Regions from separate parts of the Mus musculus genome. Here all the other regions are linked to region 3. Evidence: chromatin contacts called from public HiChIP or PLAC-seq and promoter capture Hi-C data. All regions are on one chromosome and are shown on one strand. The core of a region is the stretch at or near the end of the contact, and the rest is flanking DNA. Distances in the headings are between cores, read along the strand shown.

Region 1 (3,979 bases), core at 23-2,522, 160 kb before region 3:
AGAGCATTCAGTGCTCTTAACTGTTGAGTCATCACTCCAGTCCCCCGAAAGGTTTGCTTTATAGCAAGCTTTCCCTCAGTTATAATTTAAAAAAGAAAAGAAAAGAAAAAGACTGACTTTTGTGAGGACTTGTGCCTGTGGGTATAGTGGGCACCACATTTATGCAATGTCCTTGGGAGCCAGAAGAGGGTGTCAGATTCCCTGAAACTACAGGCTGTTGTGAGCAACCTGATGAAGGTGCTAGAAACTGAACCTGCGTCCTCTGAAAGAGCAGCAAGTGCTTTTAACCACTAAGTTACCTCTCCAGCCCATTGTAAGTTTTTACTTGCTTGCCTTTTAATTGGCTATGAGTGTTACCAACTAAGGTCACCAGGCTTGTGCCTTAGGTGCATTGGCCAGTGAGCCATCCCACTGGCACATCCATGAGTTTTTAAATGTAGAAGATTTTTAGTCAGTATTACTCCATCCCCCCAGAATCTGAATCATCATCCCTTTGTGCAGTGTTAAACACCTTTATGTGTTACTGGGTACTAAACCCAGCCTAGCTCTGCTTTAGTCCAGTGTATCCAGGCTGTACTCATAACTGCTAACAGATCAGTAGAAGTTTGCCACGAAATCGGGTGCTAGGCTATAAAAGTGTCTGTGTTCGAGTAACATTAAATTCGACTTACTATGGCCCCAGAGCTAACAAGCAATGATGCCAGTCACCCCACTCCACCCCACCCCACAGATTCTGTGTCACTATGTAACTCAGGCTGGCTTTGAACTCACAGACCCTCATGACTCAGTTCTGAAATCCTGGTATTCTAGGTATATGCCACCATATCAAGCTGGCAATTTAGACATACCACAGCAAGGGCATAAAATGCTCCTTTAAATGAAAAGGTAAAAGTTCATCAAAGGTATGTATGCATTGAGAGAGGGGGAGGGGAAAACACCATAGTGTATGCAGGGTTCAGTATTATCTGAGGTTACAAGACACCCTTTAGAGATCTTGGAGTGTATGTACCCTAGCCATGGTTATGTGAAGCCTAGTGTATATATTTTTGATTGCCTCACAGTACTTAAAAGAATGTACTTTTGTACTGTGTATGTACTGGGCGATGTGTGAGTGTGTGCACTTGCCACGGTGCACATGTGGAAGCCAGAGAACAATCTGTGCGTCCTAAGGATCAAACGCAGGCTGTCAGGTGGTAAGTGCCTTTACCTGCTGAGCCATCTTGACAGCCCACCTCACAGCGCTGTGTTGGCATGGATTGGGATTGACTTGACTTTTTAAAACTGAGTAGGACAAGTTCAAGCATTTGCACAAATAAAATAGGAAAATGAGCTGCACAAACTTATCATCTAGAAGGAAGAAATGTGCTAGAAGGAAAAACTAAATAGGACAAAAGGACACAGCGCAGTGCACATGAGCAGGTCTATATAGAACGGCACAAAAAATACACAAACAAGGAAGTGACGGCAGAGGACAGCTGAGTCATAAGGGACAAACTGCAATCACTGGAGACGAGCAGAGACAGCACAGCGGAGAAGTGAAGCTGAGCAGGACTGTGCCTGGTGGTAGCGCATGCCAGCCACTCTGAGAGGGCATCATGGAGGCCTGCAGTAGAGGACAGAGGTAGCTGGGAGCCCAGGCAGGCAGGAAACTCATCTATTGTCTTTACTTTATTCTGTGTGCGATACAGACACTGAGTTCTAGCGGTAACGGCCATGTAAGACACTAAAGAGATGACTTGCTAGTGTGAGAGAAACACAGTCCTTTTGTTACATGTAGAACAGGATCACGGGAAAGGCTGGGAGGGAAAAGCCCGCCCAAAGGGGCTTAGTAATGTAGGACTTGTGGTCAGAGGGGTCCTGACGGTGCAGAGGGCAACGACCACACCTGACTAAGCCTGAAGGCTGGCTCCTACTACCAGCTCTGTCTACAGGAGCAGAACAACCTCGAGCCAAGCTGTCTACCTGAACTTAGTCCCCCTTGGCAGTCTTCTGGGGTCACTGTGAGAATCCAATGTCCACAGAGGAGACTGCTCTGTTACTGCTTCTGAGACAGGCTAGACACCAAAGGAAGTTCTTAGTAAAAGAGAAATTGGATTGAGTCATGATACCAGATGGCTTTCATTCTCACCACTGACTCAATTCTGAAATAATTATATTTCAGTATGGTAATTATGATCCAAGCTATATAAACACACTGTAAACACCAACTCTGAACAGATGAAAACTCCCATATGTAAAAAGGTAGTGACTGTTGTAGGAAGAGCTTGGAGATGAATAGGAATGAAAATGGAAAAAAAAATTAAAATGTTTCTCTTCTAGCTTCTGATAAGAGTAAATGTTTACTACAAAATTCAAATGTTTTAAACACTTTTCGTGCCACACAGTATTTTCAGCCTACTGCGTATCTGTACTTTTGAGTTTTAACAGGATGAGTCACTGGGAACAGCATTTAGATTTGGATTTGGGGGGAAAAAAAAAACCAGAACTACTAGGTACCCATTTCAGCACTTAAAAAATATTACAGTCACATTTAATTTTTGTAAAAAGAGCCGGCCAGCCAGTCCTGACCTAGGCTTTTAACACCAACAAACAAAACAGGCAGAAGCAGGTAGATCTGTGAGTTCAAGGTCAATCATGTCTACAGGGCCAGTTCCAAGACAGCTAGGGCTACACAGAGAGAAAGCCTGTGTATGTGTGGGGAGGGGGTGGGGGGGACAAACAAACAAGCAAAAAGCAAGACAAAACAAAACAACTTCCCCCACATGGATACACACACATCAAGGACTAGCAAACACCACAAGGGCCTGCCACAGAGTCAGGTATAGTAGTGCATATTGGCAGTTCCAGATACTTGGGAGGCCGAGATAGGAAGACGACATGAACATGGGACTTGGAGACCACTCTGAACATCACAAGACCCCACCTTGAGAATAAAAACAAAGCTGCCACTCATAATTGAGGGACAGAAGGAATCTCAGTGCAGGAGATCTGAGGACTGAGCGCCTTATCCTGCACCCACCCCAAGGAATAACTTTTGTTTTATTTTTTTCTAGGTAGGTAGGTAGATATGTATTTATTTTTATTTTGGTTTTAGACAGGATCTTTATGTAGCCCTGGCTGTCCAGAAATTTGCTACATAAACCAGGCTGACCTCCAATTCAGAAATCTCCTTGGATCTGTCTCCCAATAGCAGCGATAAAAGCTCCAAGTAACAGTTTTTAGTTCTAATCAGTTATCATTAAGAACTAACTGCATGGGCTGCACGTGTAACTCAGCAGTAGAGTGTGCCTATAGGATTCGTTTCCTATTAACATACAGAGGAAGAAGCTTCACATAACTAAAATTCACCCAGGTAGGTTGGGACTGTACGTGTAACGCAGCCGACCATGAAGAGGCCCTCAGTTCAATCCCAGGAACTGGAAAACAAAACAAATCAAACACACACACACACACACACACACACACACACACACAGACACACAGACACACACGTAGGTTGAACATCCCACTATAGAGCATTCTATATAAATGACCTTAAGCTTTAAAAACAACTATTATTAAATTATTAAAAGCAAACCTGGTATGGTGGCATATACCTTTAATCCCAACACTGGGAGGCAGAGGAGTGGGCCTCTGAGAAGTAGAGGCTAGCCTGGTTTACACAGTGAGACCCCATCTCAAAACAAAAAGCAAGCCTAAAGCTTGCAAATGCACACCCATAATTCTAGCATTTCGAGGCTGAGATAGGAGGACTGAGACCTTTGAGACCCTGTCTCAAGGAGAACAAGAAGTGCACGAAGAAGCCAGGGACATTGAACAACTGAAAATTTAGCAGTAACTTTCTCCCTTGCATCTTTAGTTTGTATGTATCTGAATTTTTTTTAAAATTTATTTATTTATTATATGTAAGTACACTGTAGCTGTCTTCAGATACTCCAGAAGAGGGCATCAGATTTCGTTACAGATGGTTGTGAGCCAC
Region 2 (4,278 bases), core at 1,308-3,807, 180 kb after region 3:
ACTGTGAGTCACCATGTGTGTGCTGGGAATTGAACCAGGGTCCTCTGAAGGAGCAGTCAGTGGCGTTTGTTTGTTTGTCTGTTTTAAGATTTATTTATTTTATTTCTATGAGTACACTATAGCTGTTTTCAGATACACCAAAAGAGGGCATTAGATCCCATTACAGATGGTTGTGAGCCACCATTTGGTGGCTGAGAACTGAACTCAGGACCTCTGGAAGAGCAGTCAGTGCTCTTAACTGATGGGCCATCTCTCCAGCTTCTGAGTAGTCAGTGTTCTGTGCGTGCGTGTGTGTGTGTGTGTGTGTGTGTGTGTGTGTGTGTGTGTGTGTGTGTGCGCGCGTACACACTTTTGCAACAAAGTCTCTCACTAACCAGAAACTCACTAAGTATGCTAGCACTTCATCCACTGAGCTTCTTGCCTCAGTCCCAAGTTTTAAGTGTGTGTGTGGGAGACACAGAGAGAGAGGGGGGGGGAGAAGGAGAGAGAGGGAGAGAGAAAATCTGTATGCACATTTGGGTGCTATGCCCATAGAACCACAAGAGGATGTCAGATCCCCCTGATGTTGGAGTTACAGGCAGTTGTGCGCTGATGTCCCTGCTGAGAACATCCTAGCCACTGAGCCATCTCTCCAGCCCCATACCCATCTCCTGAAGAACCTGTGAGAGGGCGCTTTGGTCTAGGTGACTTCCCTCCTTTCTCTCTTTCCTTCTAGACATTGTCTGGATAATCATTAGACGAGCGTCAGCATTACACATGAGAGCCATGACTCTGAAATCTATAAGGAAAAAGGCTGGAAACTGCATTTTTTTGTTGATTTATTTCTCTGAGAGTTTTCTTACAAAGTGAATTGACCTTGCACAATTAGCTTGATGTAATCTTAGGAAAAAAAAACATATGAAATATGCTGTAGGGGAAAACTGATACATGCTCTAACTTGCCATCTCATTTGACAATCATTTTCCACAGCTTCTGTCTTGATGGGGTGGGGAAGGGAACTGGGGTTATTTTTAAACACTCACAATCAGATCTCCATGCAAGAAATTCAAATACTTGCTGACCCTCCTTCTGCAACATCAGCAGGATCTGGGAGATCCACCATCTAATACTGAGGCACACAGGGGTCTCTTCCAAGGAGACTGTTGCCTGAGGCTGTTTTCCCACCAGTCCTCACAGGAGCATCCTCAGAAGTTGGGTCTGAGATCTGAGCTGCGCATGTGTGTGAACCTGGGAGGTCTTCCCACAAAGCTTTTTCCGGAACACGCAGGATAGGTCCAAATGCATCCCATGGAGGAAGATGGGTTGTTTTCCTGTCCTTATCTGCAGTCAGAGTCCTTGGAGAACACAAGACGCTGCAGCCTGAGAACGTTCTACTTCCAAGGTCCACGTATCTCAGTCCTCATCCATCAGCTCTTGTGCTATCCTCTCCGTCCTTAGACACAGGAGCCACTTCCTAACCTTCAACTCAACGGTGTGAACATCTGGAGAGAGGTTTGCTTTTACAAGTCACCAGCTGGTACCAAGGAATGGATTCTGCATAGGCCAGATGGGGCCAGACCCAGAGGAGACCCTGATGTAAGAGGGGGATGCTAGGTGTGGGTAGTAGCCAAGAGACCCAGAAAAGAGGGCCCCAGGCTCTGTTTCTATAGTTTCCCAGTCCTTTGGAGTTCAAGAGAGAGTGGGAAGTTGAAGGCCTGGGGAAGGGGCTGCTGAGATGTAAGGACGCTGAGCTAAGCCTTCTGGGAAATTCAAGGCTCCCACATACTGGGCAACTTCACACCTTAGAGTGTGTGCAGGCTGCCCTGGGTGGGTCCAGAGATGTGAGAGGGTGGGACCGGGTGGTGGGAACTGGAGAGGGGGTTCCTTCAGTCTTTCTTGGTTTTGGTCTTTGGAGCATCTCACTCTGAACTTGGAGAAGCTGCAGAGTCCCCATCCTCTCGGTCCTGCTCCTGTGGGGACACAGGCTGACCCCCCTTCACACGTTTCCACTTCATCCTCCGGTTCTGGAACCAGACTTTGACCTGAAAGAGGAAGCAAAAGGATCAGGTCTCTCCAGGGTTAGGGTCACCCCCTCGCCACGTTGCTCAAGATCTGGAACCCTCACTTGTTGATACCCCATAAGGATCCAGGGACCACACAGGTCCGCACTAAGGCCTGCCTACTCTCTGGATGTGGGCAGAGGTGGAAAGTCTCTGACAATTACTCTGGGCTTCCCCCACCCCCCTTACATGCCCTGTCTCCTTGACAACAGGGCTTGCACAATTCCCATGTAAACAATTGCCTTGGTGACTCTGAGGCAAATGCTGATTCAAGTTTGAGGGAAATCAGACCACACATGTCCCAGTTCTTGTTCACATGAGAAGTACCCCGGGGGACCGTTGGAAAACTGGGCTCCCTCCCAGATCAATTACAGATTCTCCATCGGTGGAATTCTGATAACTCTCCATGGGGTGGTCTTCGGTACCGCTGTGGCTGGGTAAAGGGGGGGGGGGCAGGCAGGGGTGACTGGGAAGGGAGGCGAGAAGACAGCAGCGCAAGCACCCAGGCCCCACCTGCCGCTCAGAAAGGTCCAGGTTGACTGCAATCTCATATCTCCGGAGCCGGGTCAGGTAGTTGTGGTGGGCAAACTCTGCCTCCAGCTCCCGTAGCTGCTCCTTGGTGAAGGCTGTCCTCTCCTTCCGGGCTTTGCTGCTGCCTTCTGGCTTCCCTCCTCCGTTCTCCTGGTTGTCTGTGAAAAGAAGACCCCCACATGGGGGAGACATAGTGAGCTCATGACATGAGAGGGCTCATTCTCATCCATCCATTAGTTTGTAAACAGTTGGGCAGCATTTCCTCGTCTGTCTCGCTTTTAAATTACACTGAGAAGCCCTGGCATCCCTCATTCCTTCCAGCATCTTGTCCCTAAGATGGTCCCAGTCTCAAGTGTACTCTGCTCACTTCCGTTCCCCTCGTTAGATTTTCACTTCCTGAGGCAGGCAAAGCACTGCTTGGCTGTTTAACGTCTGTAGTCCCAGCCTGACTCTGGGAAGGCCTCAGTAGCCTGCAGCTCAGGGGTCTCCACACTTCAAGACAAACAAAGTTCCTAGGAAGGGAGGTGTGGCTGAGGATACCCTCCAGCCTTGCCAGGGTATTTTGGGTATTTTGGTATTCTGGCCCTGGGCCCCATGCCTGGTCTGGGGAAGGCATTTAGCACTGTGAGACCAGGAAAGAGGGTGTGCTCCCAGCGTGAGCTTCGACTGAAAACTTGTGTGAAGTAGATAGAAATCACTGCTGAGTCACAAACTCACTGGAGTAGGATGGGAAAATCAACACTTGTGTGTGTGCATGTGTGTGTGTGTGCTCACCTGTGTGCGTGTGTATGTGTGTGCACATTATTTGTGTGTATGTGCATATATGTGTATGTGCACATATGTGTGTGTGTGCATGTGTGGCAGCCAGATGTCAGCATTGGCTGTCTTTCTGTGTCACCCTCTAACTTAGGTCTTAAATAATGTATGTATGTATGTATGTATGTATGTATGTATGTATGTATGTTTGTATGTATGTATGTTTGTATGTTTGTATGTATGTAGTGGGGAGGACAGCTTCTGAGAGTTGGTTCTCTCCATTTGCTGTAAGGTTCCAGAGACTGAACTCAGTGTGTTAGGTTCTTCAGTAAGAGTCTTTGCCCACTGAGCCATTTCAATGGTTTCTCTACCTTAGTTTTTGAGACTAGGTCCTTCACTGAACCCGGAGCTGGCCGGTTTGGCTAGACGGGTTGACCAGTATGCCCAGGGACCCTCCTGTCTCTACTTGCTCATTCCTCAGATTCCAGGCATTTACCACCATGTCCAGAATTGTGTTTTTAAACATGTGTTCCGGGGCTTGGGCTCAGGTCCTCATGCTTGCACAACTGGCTCTTTATCAACAGAAGCAACACAGCCCCAGCCCCGCAACAACCTGTTTAGACAAGCCCTCCTGATGATCATTCTGGATCATTCTGGTCAAGTTTATACAGCACTGCTTTAAGACCGGGTCACTGGACTGTTCCCTGGACCCCAGCTGCATCACCACGTCAGGGAAGCTGGTCACTCACACTGAAGTCGGCCCCAGGAGGCCAAATCTGGAGAACCTTCCGGAAGCCTGAGGACTGGGCTTCTGTTAGACACAGGGGCTCAGTCCTAACCCACGACAGGGCCAGCAAACAGTGTCTGCACCGGCATTTACTTCTTCCTCGCCACAGCACTCCAACCAAGTGGTTTCAGCATTGACCACATTTTATAGACCCGAACTCCAAAC
Region 3 (3,916 bases), core at 150-2,649:
AGAACAAAAAGCAGAAGATTCAGCACCCCCTTTAGTCCATGCCGCTGAGCCCCAGGTATCAGAGTAGCAGTGTGAGGAGGATTCTGGGTGCTCAGGTACACTCAGCTCCCGGTGGAGTAAAGTTGTACACTGTTCTATAGGGCGTTCGCTGTGGAAAAAAGAGACACAGGCTACTTACTATCGTGAAAAGGTTCACAGAGAAAAAAAAAGAATAGGATATTCATTTCTCTCCCAACCAACACATAACAACAACAAAAGACTAAGAAGAAAAAAAATATTTATCACAGCAGTATTCAGATGAGGTTAGTTTTGGAATCCTGCCTCCTGGTTACTAACTACTACAGGGATTTAGCAATTGGAGGGAAGGATGGACCAGAACAACAAATTACCTCACTCCAAATGTCCTTGATGCCCCTGTGGGGAAACACTCATCTAGTTCCTAGTTGGGATCATGAGTGGGTATGCCAGGCTGTGGTGGTGCAGGCCTTTAATCCCAGTGCTAGGCAGGGGCAGAGGGGCAGAGGGGCAGAGGGGCAGGGGCACACTGATCTCTGAGACTGAGACCAGCCTAGTCTACAGAGTGAGTTCCAGGACAGAAGGCTACACAGAGAAATACTCCCAAGAAACAAACAAGACAACAACAACAACAAAAAGAAAAAAATTACATTTATTTACTCAATTTGTGGGTAGGTATGAAGTCTGAGGACAGCTTGCAGAAGTTGGCTCTTTCGTTCCACCATGTGGGTCCCTGGCATTGAGCTCAGCTCCTCAGGTTTGGCAAGTGTCTTTGCAAACGAAACCATACTAGTGGCCCAGTTTTTTGAGACAAGGTTATGCTATGTAGCCCTGGCAGGCCTGGAACTCACTACTGGACTCTGAGGCTAGTCTACGACGTGAAGCAGTCCTCTCCCTCGGCTTTCGGATTGCAGGTGTTATAGGAGTGAGCCATCAGAGGGCTTTATTCCCTAGGATTCCGTAATTGGTGACATGTGCCTCAGAGTAGCCGTTTGGGTCTTTGAAAACACAAATGTCCTGGGAGGGAAGCCCGGAAGCCTGCAGGCATCTGTTTGTTAAGTGGCATGCTTCCTCCTTAGTCACTCCCTTAGTGACAAACGGAGGCAGCAAGACAGTGTGGGGCAAAAGGAGGAGGTCACACGTTGCAGAACATCCCCCATCAGAGCTGCGATGGCTCATCAACCACATGTTTACGGAGAGAGCAGTGGCCCTTAAGGAACGGGAGAGAACGTTCTGGTTTGTTTGTCTGGCTTGGGGAACAGCGGGAAGGACTGTAGCTTTGTTTACTTTGCCAAGAACTGATCTGGCCTGATAGCTGTGAGGTCAGAGCAGAGCTGGCTGGCTTCGTCTTTTGGCTCTCAGAACAGTTGTTCATCGACCATTTGCTCAGTCCGGAGGGCTCAGATTTTGCCGAGTGTTGAATCAACCTGGGAACGTGTGGTACCCACACTGCACCACAGACTAACTACAATAGTATGTCTGAGGATGGTTGCCAGGCGTCAAAGGTTTTTCAAGACCTCTTGGGGGTGGGGGTGGGGGTTCCACTAAACACGTGGTGTCTGAGGCACATTCAGTGACACATGACAGGTGAGAACCTGTTGCCACCCTCCAGACTCAATACTTGATGTTTGTTTTGGTTTGTTTTTGAGACCCAGTCTTACTGTGTCATCCAGGCTGGCCTCCAATTCCTGATCCTCCTGCTTCCTTCTCCTGAGAGCTGAGATTACAGCCACATGCTACCATGCCCAGTTTATATGCATGCCAGGCAGTTACTTTAGCAAATGAACTACATTCCCAACCCTTCTCACCCTTTTATTTGTACATTAACAGACAGTAATCAATAATTTGTTTTGTGTATGTATTTTTATAAATTATTTTGTGAATATATAACTCTCATATTCTAACATTTACTGTCTTCCTTTTTTTAAAGAATTAAATCTCTCTCTGTGTGTGGGGGGGGTCTGGGAAGACATGGTGTGTGTGCCATGGTTAGAGGACAGCTTACAGGAATCAGTTCTCTCCTTCCACACTGTGGGTCCCGGGGATCGTGTCGAGACTGTATAGCTGGACAGCAGGTGCCTTCACCCACTGAGCCATCTGGCTGGCCCCTGAATTCACTCTCTTCCAGTGTACAGTTTCTGGAGACGTGTACCTCTAATTCCAGACATCAGGAGGCTGAGCCAGGAAGGTGCTTAGCTCAGAAACACTCGGGGTCTAATTGGTGGGATAATGGCAGTATTTGCTTGTTTGTTTGGTTTGTTGCTGTTGTTTGTTTGTTTGGTATTTCATAATAATAAAATCCCACAATGTACGACACTTTGTGTCTGGTTTATTTCACTTAGCATAATGTTTTCAAGATGCAGAGTGAGCCGGCTTGGTGGTGCATGTCTTTAATCTCAGCACTCAGGAGGCAGAGGCAGGAAGATCTCTCGGAGTTCCAGGCCAGCTTGGTTTACATAGGACAGCCAGGACTACAGAGACTCTATCTCAGAGAGAGAGAGAGAGAGAGAGAGAGAGAGAGAGAGAGAGAGCCAGGGAGGAAGGGAGGAAGGGAGGAAGAGCTGCATTGTGTTGCAGCATGTAATGTATTATTTCTCATTCTTTTCTCATTGCTGAACAATAGCATCATTTACAATGTTATTTATTCACTCAGCTGCTGGACATTTGGGTTGTTTCCACCTTTTGACTATTGTGAATAGTGAATGCTGCTAGAAACACTTGGCTACAAGTATTTGTTTGAACACACATTTTTATTCTGTTGAATATTTAGCAGCGTTGATTAAAAGACTTGGGGTTGGGGGCGGGATTCTACAGGTAGAGACTTAGAATCCTTAGAACCCACCTAAAAATCCACTGATCTGCAGACCTGATGTAACCCCACCACCAGACCAACTCACTATGCATCATGAGGGAGGCAGAAGACTATCTATCTACCTATCTATCTACCTATCTATCTATCTATCTATCTATCTATCTATCTATCTACAATTAAGCTGGACCTCGGGCTGGTGAGATGGCTCAGTGGGTAAGAGCACTGACTGCTCTTCCAAAGGTCCTGAGTTCAAATCCCAGCAACCACATGGTGGCTCACAATCACCTGTAATGAGATCTGATGCCCTCTTCTGCTGTGTCCGAAGGCAGCTACACTATACTTATGTATAATAAATAAATCTTTAAAAAAAACAAAAGAAAACCAAAAGCTGGACCTGGTAGTGCACATCCTTAATCCTTGGGGAGCAGTGGGGAGGGCCTGGCCAGCCAAGACTACATAGTGAGGCCCTGTTTCAAGCAAATAAGAAATAAATGAGAAAATAAATAAATACAATTAAAATAAGGGTCTGGAGAGATGACTAGAAGTTTGGTATTCTTTTTTTTTTTTTTTTTTTTTTTTTTCTGAGACAGGGTTTCTCTGTGTAGCCATGGCTGTCCTGGAACTCACTTTGTAGACCAGGCTGGCCTCGAACTCAGAAATCCACCTGCCTCTGCCTCCCGAGTGCTGGGATTAAAGGTGTGCGGCACCACACCCGGCTCTCTTTTTTTTTTTAAAGAATTACTTATTTTATGTATATGTATACACTGTAGCTGTCTTCACACACACCAGAAGACAGCATTGGATCCTATTACAGATGGTTGTGAGCCACCATGTGGTTGCTGGGAATTGAACTCAGGACCTCTGGAAGAGCAGTCAGTGCTCTTAACCAATGAGCCATCTCTCCAGCCCAAAGTTTGGTATTCTTGCAGAGTATATTTATCTATCTTTTTTTTTTTTTTTTTTTGAGATGTGTTTTTTCTGTATAGCCCTGGTTGTTCTGCAACTCATTCTGTAAACCAGGCTGGCCTCAGACTCACAGAGTTCCTCCTGCCTCTGCCTCTGCCTCCCGAGTGCTGGGAATAAAGGCAT

The links. Promoter capture Hi-C pulls out the DNA fragments that hold promoters and counts their contacts. HiChIP or PLAC-seq counts read pairs in DNA pulled down with a chosen protein or histone mark.
Region 1: an HNF4G HiChIP or PLAC-seq map of pancreatic cancer cells shows a contact between it and region 3. The contact joins two enhancer-like sites. A contact is called at or near these places in 2 of 115 datasets of contacts at active chromatin or transcription factors (embryonic stem cells and pancreatic cancer cells) and 1 of 9 other capture datasets (pancreatic islet).
Region 2: a contact with region 3 is called in a promoter capture Hi-C map of liver, with 2.8 times the contacts expected there. The contact joins two enhancer-like sites. A contact is called at or near these places in 1 of 39 promoter capture datasets (liver), 1 of 484 Hi-C or Micro-C datasets (granulocyte-monocyte progenitors) and 1 of 115 datasets of contacts at active chromatin or transcription factors (pancreatic cancer cells).

Annotation. Positions count from the first base shown.
Region 1 is chr11:101,542,194-101,546,172 of GRCm38.p6, forward strand. The region is part of intron 2 of Brca1 (breast cancer 1, early onset); the gene reads right to left. Among named protein-coding and RNA genes, the nearest start is that of Brca1, 7.8 kb to the right of the region's middle. Within about 2 kb of position 1,273, at least 66 of the 459 cell types and tissues checked have an H3K27ac peak or open chromatin away from gene starts, as enhancers often do. A contact at or near this core is called in pancreatic cancer cells, where this site is marked.
Region 2 is chr11:101,876,709-101,880,986 of GRCm38.p6, forward strand. Meox1 (mesenchyme homeobox 1) reads right to left here. Exons shown (of 3, transcript NM_010791.3): 2 at 2,553-2,728; 3 at 802-2,021. The coding sequence ends at 1,899. Among named protein-coding and RNA genes, the nearest start is that of Meox1, 16 kb to the right of the region's middle. Within about 2 kb of position 2,558, at least 30 of the 459 cell types and tissues checked have an H3K27ac peak or open chromatin away from gene starts, as enhancers often do. A contact at or near this core is called in liver, where this site is marked.
Region 3 is chr11:101,699,407-101,703,322 of GRCm38.p6, forward strand. No RefSeq gene overlaps it. Among named protein-coding and RNA genes, the nearest start is that of Gm39391, 5.1 kb to the left of the region's middle. Within about 2 kb of position 1,400, at least 120 of the 459 cell types and tissues checked have an H3K27ac peak or open chromatin away from gene starts, as enhancers often do. A contact at or near this core is called in liver and pancreatic cancer cells, where this site is marked.